Linked DNA regions of Mus musculus: region 2 is linked to region 1. Evidence: chromatin contacts called from public Micro-C data. All regions are on one chromosome and are shown on one strand. Each heading gives the region's core, a stretch centred on a gene start, on an enhancer-like site or on the middle of the called end of the contact. The rest is flanking DNA. Distances are from core to core; before and after follow the strand shown. Region 1 holds the start of Adamts2 (a disintegrin-like and metallopeptidase (reprolysin type) with thrombospondin type 1 motif, 2). Region 2 holds the start of Col23a1 (collagen, type XXIII, alpha 1).

Evidence for each region. A called contact is a pair of places that touch in the nucleus more often than the background predicts.
Region 2: a contact with region 1 is called in a Micro-C map of embryonic stem cells, with 2.6 times the contacts expected there. The contact joins the promoter of Col23a1 here to the promoter of Adamts2 in region 1. A contact is called at or near these places in 1 of 39 promoter capture datasets (hippocampal neurons) and 2 of 484 Hi-C or Micro-C datasets (both in embryonic stem cells).

The regions. Positions count from the first base shown.
Region 1 is chr11:50,600,360-50,604,587 of GRCm38.p6, reverse strand. It overlaps Adamts2 (a disintegrin-like and metallopeptidase (reprolysin type) with thrombospondin type 1 motif, 2), which reads right to left and starts at 2,503. Exons shown (of 22, transcript NM_175643.3): 1 at 2,289-2,503; 2 at 957-1,351. The coding sequence starts at 2,424.
Region 2 is chr11:51,288,004-51,292,231 of GRCm38.p6, reverse strand. It overlaps Col23a1 (collagen, type XXIII, alpha 1), which reads right to left and starts at 2,312. Exons shown (of 29, transcript NM_153393.2): 1 at 1,845-2,312. The coding sequence starts at 2,105.

The DNA.
Region 1 (4,228 bases), core at 1,254-3,753:
GGCCGGCGCGGCCAGCCTGACCACTGTGCATTGAATCCAAAACAGAAAAATGGCACTGGTTCTGCAATGCCAGGCCCCTGGGTGGCAGGGTAGCACCACCAATGTCAGCCGCTGCCTCGAGCACTGATTCAGGCTCCCTCTAAGAGTCCCCGTGTGGCAACCATGGTCCTGGGGGGACACCCAGTGACAAGCGAGCTTTTCAGGGCTCTAGTCGCAACGGGTGCCCTAGGTCGTTCCAAAAGGGACCGGCACGGGTTCACCAGGAACTACTCCTCAACATCAAACAGCCCACAGGGCACTAGGACCTGCATTGCCAAATGCTCCCCTTGGCTCAAATTAGAGGGAGAAAGCTGACTTTTCAAAAAGCCACTTCAACAGGAAACCACAGTATAAAAATCACTGGTTCCTGGTCAACCAAGGGACAGAGGGCTGGCTGGGCATTTCCGCATCACCACCTGCTCCTCGGGCTGTTGTAAGCACACACAGAAGCAAGGAAACTGCCAGGACCCATACCCAACACAAGCTCATACATGTGATCAAAGTCACTCTGACACACTTTTGTGAAGCCCACGGATACCGCTACGCTTGGGAGGTACAGATACATGTATACTGGCACCCAAAAAGAAGAAGCATGCATACATTCCAAAACACACACACACACACTGAGAGGCACACACGGCAAACGTATGCTTGTATCTAAGAAGCAGACATAAGTAGTTTGGCATTGGGGCTGGAGGTGGGTTCACATAAATCGTCCCCCTTTCTCTGACCAATCAAAAAATCTTGCCTTCCCGCCAACCCCTGTTGCAAGGCGAGTGCCTCCCTAAGCACTGTGGAGGAGATGATGGTCCTCAGCGCGCGGGCTATGTCGCCCTCCCAGGGGACTACCTAGTAATGGGTTTCCAAAGCCCAGGCAAGAGCCAGAACAGAAGGGAGCCCTAGAAGAGAGTACTCACCAGCCCATCACAGTTACTGAGCGCCACCGAGGAGGCTTTAGGTAAGTCTGCCACGTCTCCAACGTAGAGACAGCTCCCAAGCAGGGGCTCCACTCGGGTGTCACCCGTCTCACCCTGCCACTCCACGGTGGCCCCCGGAGCCACGAGCCGGGCGTTGGGCCGCAGCCGCAGGTGCAGGTCTCGGCCGAATACTGTGAGGTTGTAGAAAAGGCGTCCTCCAGGGTCCTGAGCAGCGCCTCCGGGCAAGCCCGAGGTCTGGTCCAGGGCAGCTCTGCGGGCTCGTACCCCCGCCCCGGCCGTCTCCAAAGACACCACGTGGGACACCAAGCGGCCCTGGGCGTCAGTGCGCACCGGCACCGCCAGGATGCGCTCGGCTCCTTGCCCCGGGGGCCCGCCTGCAAAAGAAAGGGGCGTTAGACTTAGCGGAGACCTCGGAGACTCTGAGCCTGTCGGCGGAGCCCGGCGCCCCCAGCCCTTGCCTCAGTTGAAGAAAAGGGACATTCCACCACGAAGCCTCCAGGAAGGGGCGTTGACAGGACCACCAGTCCGGAACCACGTCGCCTGCGGGCCGTCCCCTCTAGAGGACCAAGCCAGCAAAAGAGCTGCCCCAGTGGATTCCCAATTGAGGTTCCTCGGACACCTCGCAGTTACCCTAAAGAGCGACCCCATCAAAGTGCCCTCGCTCCTTAATTATACCGTCCTTGGTAGGACACGGGGCTCCTCGGAAATTATTCCACCTTGGTCCCCTGCTCATGCACCCTGACCCTTCAGCGGTCCCTGCTGCCCAAATGTCCTCACCATTGGCCTCCGGAGCAACCAGGTTCATAGGCGGCCTGTCCTCAGTCCAGCATCGGGCAGCCCACTGTCAGCCCCCCTCGCCCCGTACACTTAAGCCCGGGAGAGGTGGAGCAGGGTCCCACTAATCTCCGGGGAACCTCTCCGGGACAACCCATCCAATGCTCAGGGCCCGCAGGCGGCGCGCTCCGCACCGGCTCCTCCCGAGCGTCCCCGGGCGCCGCCTTGCCCTGGCTCCCCCGGACCCGCTGGTGCTGGTTCTGCGCGCTCCGCCGCTGGGTTTTCCCGGCCCTCCAGCGCCACACTCTGCATCTCGAGAGAGGCAAGTGCTCCGAGGCTCCTTGCGTTCCAAGGCATCGGGGTGCGCCCCCTGCGCGACCGCCCCGGCCCCGAAGTTGGCCAACTTGGCCCCGGGCGCGGCGCACAGAGTTTGCCCAAGTCGCCTCGGACGATGCTTGAGGAAGGGTCGGCGGGACGCACCGGGCAGGTTAGTGTGGCCGGAGGGTCGCGGGAAGTGGGGACCAGGCTGGCACCTACCTGGGGGCTCGGTGGCGGCGACGAGCCGGACGCTCGCGGGCGGCGGCGGCAGCAGCAGGAGAGGCGGCGGCGGCAGCAGCAGCAGCAGTAGAGCGGGGCAGAGCAGGCGGCGAGCGGCTCCCGCCGGCGGATCCATGGCAGCCCGACCGCAGCCGGGGCCCCGCACTCGCAGCCGGCGCGAAAGTTCCCCGCGCGCTGCCCAGCCCACATCTGGGGGCAGCTGGAGCCGCCCGCAGCTGCAGCACCGCAGGGCGCGGGGCGGAGGAGGCGAGGCGCGCAGGAGAGGGCGGGGAGCGCGGAGGGAAGGCGGGGAGAGCGAAGGAGCGAGCTAGCTAGCGGGCGAGGGAGGCGGGAGGAGGAGGCGAAGGCAAGCGAGGGGGAGGGCGGGGACGGCGGGCGCCTCAGCCTGCGGTGACCCGGCGCTTCTTGGCGCGGCCGCCGCCCGCTCCCCTCCTCGCTTCCCGACTCGCAGCTAGGCAGAGACACCCCGAGGCGGCGGCAGAGAAGCGCTGGAAGCCGGCCAGGGGTAGCCCACCGCGGGTCCCAAGTCACCTCGAAGGAGTGGCACCCCACCCGGAGAGCCCTATGTAGTGCGAGTCGCACTCTGCTGCCTTGGGACTCCAGGGGCCGTCTCACCCTCATTCTGTGCCTTGTAGCTGGATGAGACACGGGAAGGAAAAGAGGGTCTGGGAGGACATTGAGCCTGTTTCTATGTCCAGATGGAGGCTCCAGAGGTGGGTCGATACTTCCCCTCACGGAGCACTCCCCCAGGCTATCTCAAAGATCAACTTTTGCCCTCACTAAAAAAAAAAAAAAAAAAAAACCGAGGTTCCCTCAGCCCCCAACCCCTCTCTTTCCCTCTTCCAGTTCATCAGCCCCTGGGTCCCTCCACGCCCTCCATTGCAACCTCTGGTGGAGACTCTCCCTTCCCTCTCTTAACTTCGAGCACAGCTTAGTTGCTGACCTCAGCTGCCTCAGTGGGTCTCCTGCCACAGTCTGCCCTTGGGTCCACCAGAAACAGTCCTGAACACTCTTCCCCGTTTCCAGGTGAACATGCAAGGGCAGAGGCAAACGTCCCTGCCAGTTTGCTGTGAGTTCCAGTTTCTAACAGGATCCATCTTCTCCAGCAGGGTCCTGGTTCTCCCATTTCCTGGAGTCACTGTCCTGCCAAGGCTGTTGTCCTTGGGCACAGTGACTCCCCCAGCTCTTGTTTTCCTGGGTATCTCTTTCAGGCCCCCATGTATTGGAACACTTTTGCAATGTTATGTCCAGTTTTTGTTTTGCTCTTCCAGATAAAGACACCTGTCTCTTTGCTCTTCCACTCGCCCTTCCCCAAGCCAGTGTGGCAAGCCTAAAGCAGAAGGTACAGAGATGACTCCCTATGAACAAGAGGGCCCAGTCTTATGAGGGAAACTACATGATTTGTACAACTGGTGGCTTTCATGGTGACTTCAGATCCTTGGTTCTGTCCTTCCTGGGGCATGGTGTGCGGGCGTGGACCGCTGTAGTCTGACAACCACCCAGTGGCTTCCTTGCCTCCTGGGGACACCTGGAGTTGGATCTACTCTTCAGAAACAGTGATTTCTTGCTGTCAACATTGAAAGATGATGAGATTATTGGACGCAGCAGCTTATGTGTGTGCTTCCAGCACTAGGAAGTCTGAGACAGGAGGATAGCCATGACTTTGAGGTTAGCCTGGTCGACAGAGTGAAATCCTCTCTTAAAACCAACAACCCTCAAAAGAAGGGGGGATGGAAAGAAAGGTAAAACTGTGACATTTTAGTTTTTAAAAATATATTTCTAAAATTTCTGGAGGAATTGGGAAGGGTGGCCAAAATGAGCCCACATTCCTGTTTAGCCACAATTATTAAATGAGATATTTATCTGTCAGTTTGCTGAAGGTCCACTCCCCACACATGTACCGTGAAGACACGATCATT
Region 2 (4,228 bases), core at 1,063-3,562, 690 kb before region 1:
TCTACCTATCTATCAATCAAGCTATTAGCAATCCTGGGGGTTGGGGAGGGGTATGGCTGCTTCCTCAGAGATCTATCTCTATTAGTAAGCACATAGCCTGTGAGCTCCTCAAAGGTCTTTCAGGGATTTTTGGTTTTCTGGTCATGGCTTGTGGTTTATTCTTCCCAATAGAAGTGGCAGTGGGTTGGGGTATTCACAGTTCAGCTGCTGACCTTTAGGGAGCTGACAAAGGATAGTGGGTGGCAATTTATAAAGTCATAAGTTGCTGGCAGGGCTTGGGGCAGAGTTCTCCCTTCTGCGGGCACTTTAAAGAAGGGAGAGGAAATCATTCAGAAAGCAGCGATTTTGCCCGGAACCAAGGAGGAGAGGTAATGTTGGCTTTATCTTAAAGTGACTTAGGAGCTGTGGGAAACAGGAAAGTTAGGTCTAGACTTCTTCCATTCCCTTTGAAATCCCAAATCCACTCCACCTTGGGTACACAGCTCAATATCTGATGTCAGGAGTCTAACCCAAGGACTTGCATAATCTAAGTCAGCCTTCTCCCTGAGCTGTGCCCCTAGCATTGCACAGCTCAGTAAAGTAGCAAAGACCATAGCAGGGCACAGCTTAGGGAACAGGTGGTAGATAGTACACCTGCCCCCTGCTTCCTCTCCCACAAGCAAGGTTCATTTTCTACTGTCCTTAGGATTGACTCCCCACCCCCACCCCCGCCTTTAGATCTGGGGCAACCACCTCCTCTAGGAGGAGGTGAACCATTCCTATAAGGGAGGCAGAGCTGAGAGAAACTGTAGTGTGCGGGTGTATGCCACAGTTCTACAGGCAAGAGGCTTGCTGTACCGAGGGTAGAGGTTCTGGCCAGGTATTGTCAGATGGAGTATCAGTAGACAGAAGATCAGAAGTCCAGGCATACAATGGCCATCTTCTTTTGTTTTTGTTGTTTGTTTTGATTTCTTGAGACAGGGTCTTCCTCTGGCTGTCCTGGACAGGATGACCTCAAACTCAGAGATCCTCATGCCTCTGCCTCCAAAGTGCTGGGATTAAAGGCGCTCATCAATATGCCCAATGGTTGGCATTTATTTATTTATTTATTTATTTATTTATTTATTTATTTATTTTCGTTCTGAAGCCCAGGCTGGACCTGCATCTCAACTATATAGTTTAAGCCAGCCCCCAACTTGTAGAGAGATTCACACAATTCAGCCTCCTAAATTCTGGAATTACAGATGCCACCAGGGCAGGCTCAAAACAGGAGTCTTAACCCTCGGAAAACAAACCTAAGACGCTTTGGGGGTGGCCTGTAGAGATCACCACCCAGCCAAACGCGCACAGAGGCAGCTAGCTCAGCTGTGTCCTAGTCTTCGATGCACAGTTTTAGTGGGCCAGCTAAGGAACACAGCACATCTAGGCCAGAGCCGCTCCCAACCTAACCTTCCCGGACACAGAGGAAGGGCTGGCCTGAGCCTTGAGGTGGTCCGGACTGTTTCAGGCAGACTAGCCGTGGGAACGCAAGAGCCTCATTAGTATCTCCAGCGCTGGAGAGCAGGCAGAGGCTGTGGGTCTGAGCACACACTTCAGTAGAGACTCCGCACTCAGGACTGTTGTTACCCCAAGGTCTTTCTTTACCATAGCCCCTTAGTGTTACCTAAACAGCCCTTTAAGTTGTTTTTCCTGCAGAAGCAAGTCCCGGCACAGAAGCTGGACAGCAGGACCCTTCCCCACCAGCGACCCCAGTGCAATCCACTAGGTGAGTCCTGCTCCTGAAGGTGACGATCAACGCCGCCCCCGCAGCCCTACACCCCCTCGTGAAGCGGGACATCCCCCGGCCGGCGATCGCGCGCCCTCACCTCCCGTAACAGGCGCTCCAGGTGCGTTTCGGCCCAGGCGGCCAGGGCTCCGGACGGCCCCGCATGCCGCAACAGCTCGCGCTCCTGCTCCAGCGCCGCCACTCGGCCATGCAGGGCGGCCGCCTGGGCTCCCAACAGGAGACAGGCGGCCGCAGAGCCCACCGACAGCAGCAGGCACAGCGCGCTCAGCGCCCGCGACCCGCAGCCCGCTCCGGGGTCCTGCGCGCCTCCTCCGCCCGCCGCGCGCTCGCCCGCGCCCATGGCGACCCGCCGGCTCTGCGTCGGCGCTGCGGCCCGGGGCGGCTCCAGGTCGGCGGCTGCGGGGCTCCGCGTCCGGGTGGCCGCGGATCGCGCACGCCCCCCTAGCCGCCCGCTCAGACTCAGCGGCCACTGCGGGCAGTTCCTTCTATGCAAATAGACCCCGCCAGAAAAGGCGCGGGGACCCACCCAGGGGAGGAGCGGCCGGACGGGGAGGGCGGGGGTGGTGGTGGGGGCCTGGCGCTCATCAGCTCCTCGCAGTCCGGGCCCTCGCCTAGCGGGTCCCGGAGCGCGAGCCTCTGTACCCCGCCGGTGCCACCCGAGGCACCCTATGCGGCCGGGCTCGGCTCTGTCGCAGGCCGCCTGAGGTTGAGGCACTCACTGTTCGAGCCTTGGGAGTGTTCCCCAAGCTTGTAGATTGACCTTTCTGACACTTGCAAAGCAAAACTTGGAACTCTGTGGGAAAGTTAGAGGTTCTTTCTAGACGGTAGCTGAGCGCCGCTTGGTGGCCAAAAGCGACCCCTGCGGGTGTGCGCAGGAAGACTTGGTAACCGAGAATCAAAGAGAAAGAGAAACAAAGGAAGGAAAGAGGAAAACTAGTGAGAGGAATGTGGAAGGAAAGAGAGAAATAAGGAGAATAAGAGACAAGGAAGGAGGCAAACTAGGCACCTCTTATAGTCAATGTTCACCATAGCAACTCAGGCATGGACACTAGACAAAAAAGCTCATACTTCTTTCCTGAACCAGAGGGAGCAGTTAGTTCAGGAAGCAGACAAAAAACAAATGGGAAAAGTGTCTAAAACTTGGTATACCTTGAATTCTGCAGGGACAGACTTAGCCCAAACCCAAATCTGGAATGCATCATACTGACTTGTCTTAACCACAGTTACATTAGGACACCAATCGGGCCCAAAGAGAAAGCCATCCACTTACAGGGATGGCCAGAGAGGCTGAAGTTGGAATCCAGGTTTTAGCTGCCAGGGCCCCCACAAGGCATATTTATACCTCAAAACTGGTCTCAAGTAACTGTCACATTAACTCCTGGGACACCCTTTCGAGAAGAGTCAGTCCTGAGTTTGGAGCCTGGTAAGGGGCACACGTGATGGAGTGGGTTTTAGATAATTTTCCACCTTCCCTTCTGACTCTCCTGTGGCTGTCTTCTTAATTTCTGTGGCTGCATTATCCATTCTGTATTCTTAAAGCCTGTTGAGACCCAGCAACACTCCTACTCCCCTAATTAAAAGGGAAATCACCCAGCTGGCAAGACCCTCTGAACTAAAACTTCCTGGGGTTGGAGGCTGTGGCCTCAGGTAAAGTGGAGTTTCTGGTAGTGGTTATAAAGTCTTGGCCCTGTGTGAAAACTGTGCCTGTGCCCAACAAATATTCTGAAAACCTCTTGCCAAGCAAACCTGACAGTCTACTGAAGTCTCTGAAAAGACGCCAACACCGTATTACAAGTTAGCACCCATTCTCACTACCCATTACCTACCAGTGTTAGTGTTAATGGGTACTGTTTCATTCTAGAAGCGTCTGTGTATTGAACAGGGCGATTGCTCCCTGGGTCTTTATTCTTGTCAGATACCTATGTGGATTAGCCTTCCTCCCAGACTGTGAAGAGCAAGCGCCTAATCCTGAAGTCAAGGTTTCCAGAGCCTGTCCCAGACTGCCCAATCTGAGGTGGCCTCGTTCTCAGTCCCCTTCATGATTAATCAGGAGATGGGGACATCTGTCCTAGTTACCTTTTAACTGTATCCTCTTGTTTCAGGCACCGCTGTCTTCTTACAGAACACTATCTGGCCTATAGCCGACGTTCAATAAACACTGGGTAAGTGAATCGAGATGAGAAATATGTTTACCATCTGCAGTTCTCAGTTGGAAAGGCAGGAAAGAAAACACTCAGTTACTTGTCAATTGGGGTCCTAGAAGGAAAGGCGGCATCCTCAGAACAGGTGATTGAAGCCAGCTTGATGGTAGACAGACTTCATGGTGGCAAGGAGGGAAACCAGCAGGAGGTAGGGGGTTGGGGGTGGCGAGCACCCTCTGGCTCACAGTAGTAGGAAGCCCTTATCCCTAGCTGAACTAGTGAGAGAAGCCTGCTGGGCAGCCTGTGGAAAGTCAGGTACTAT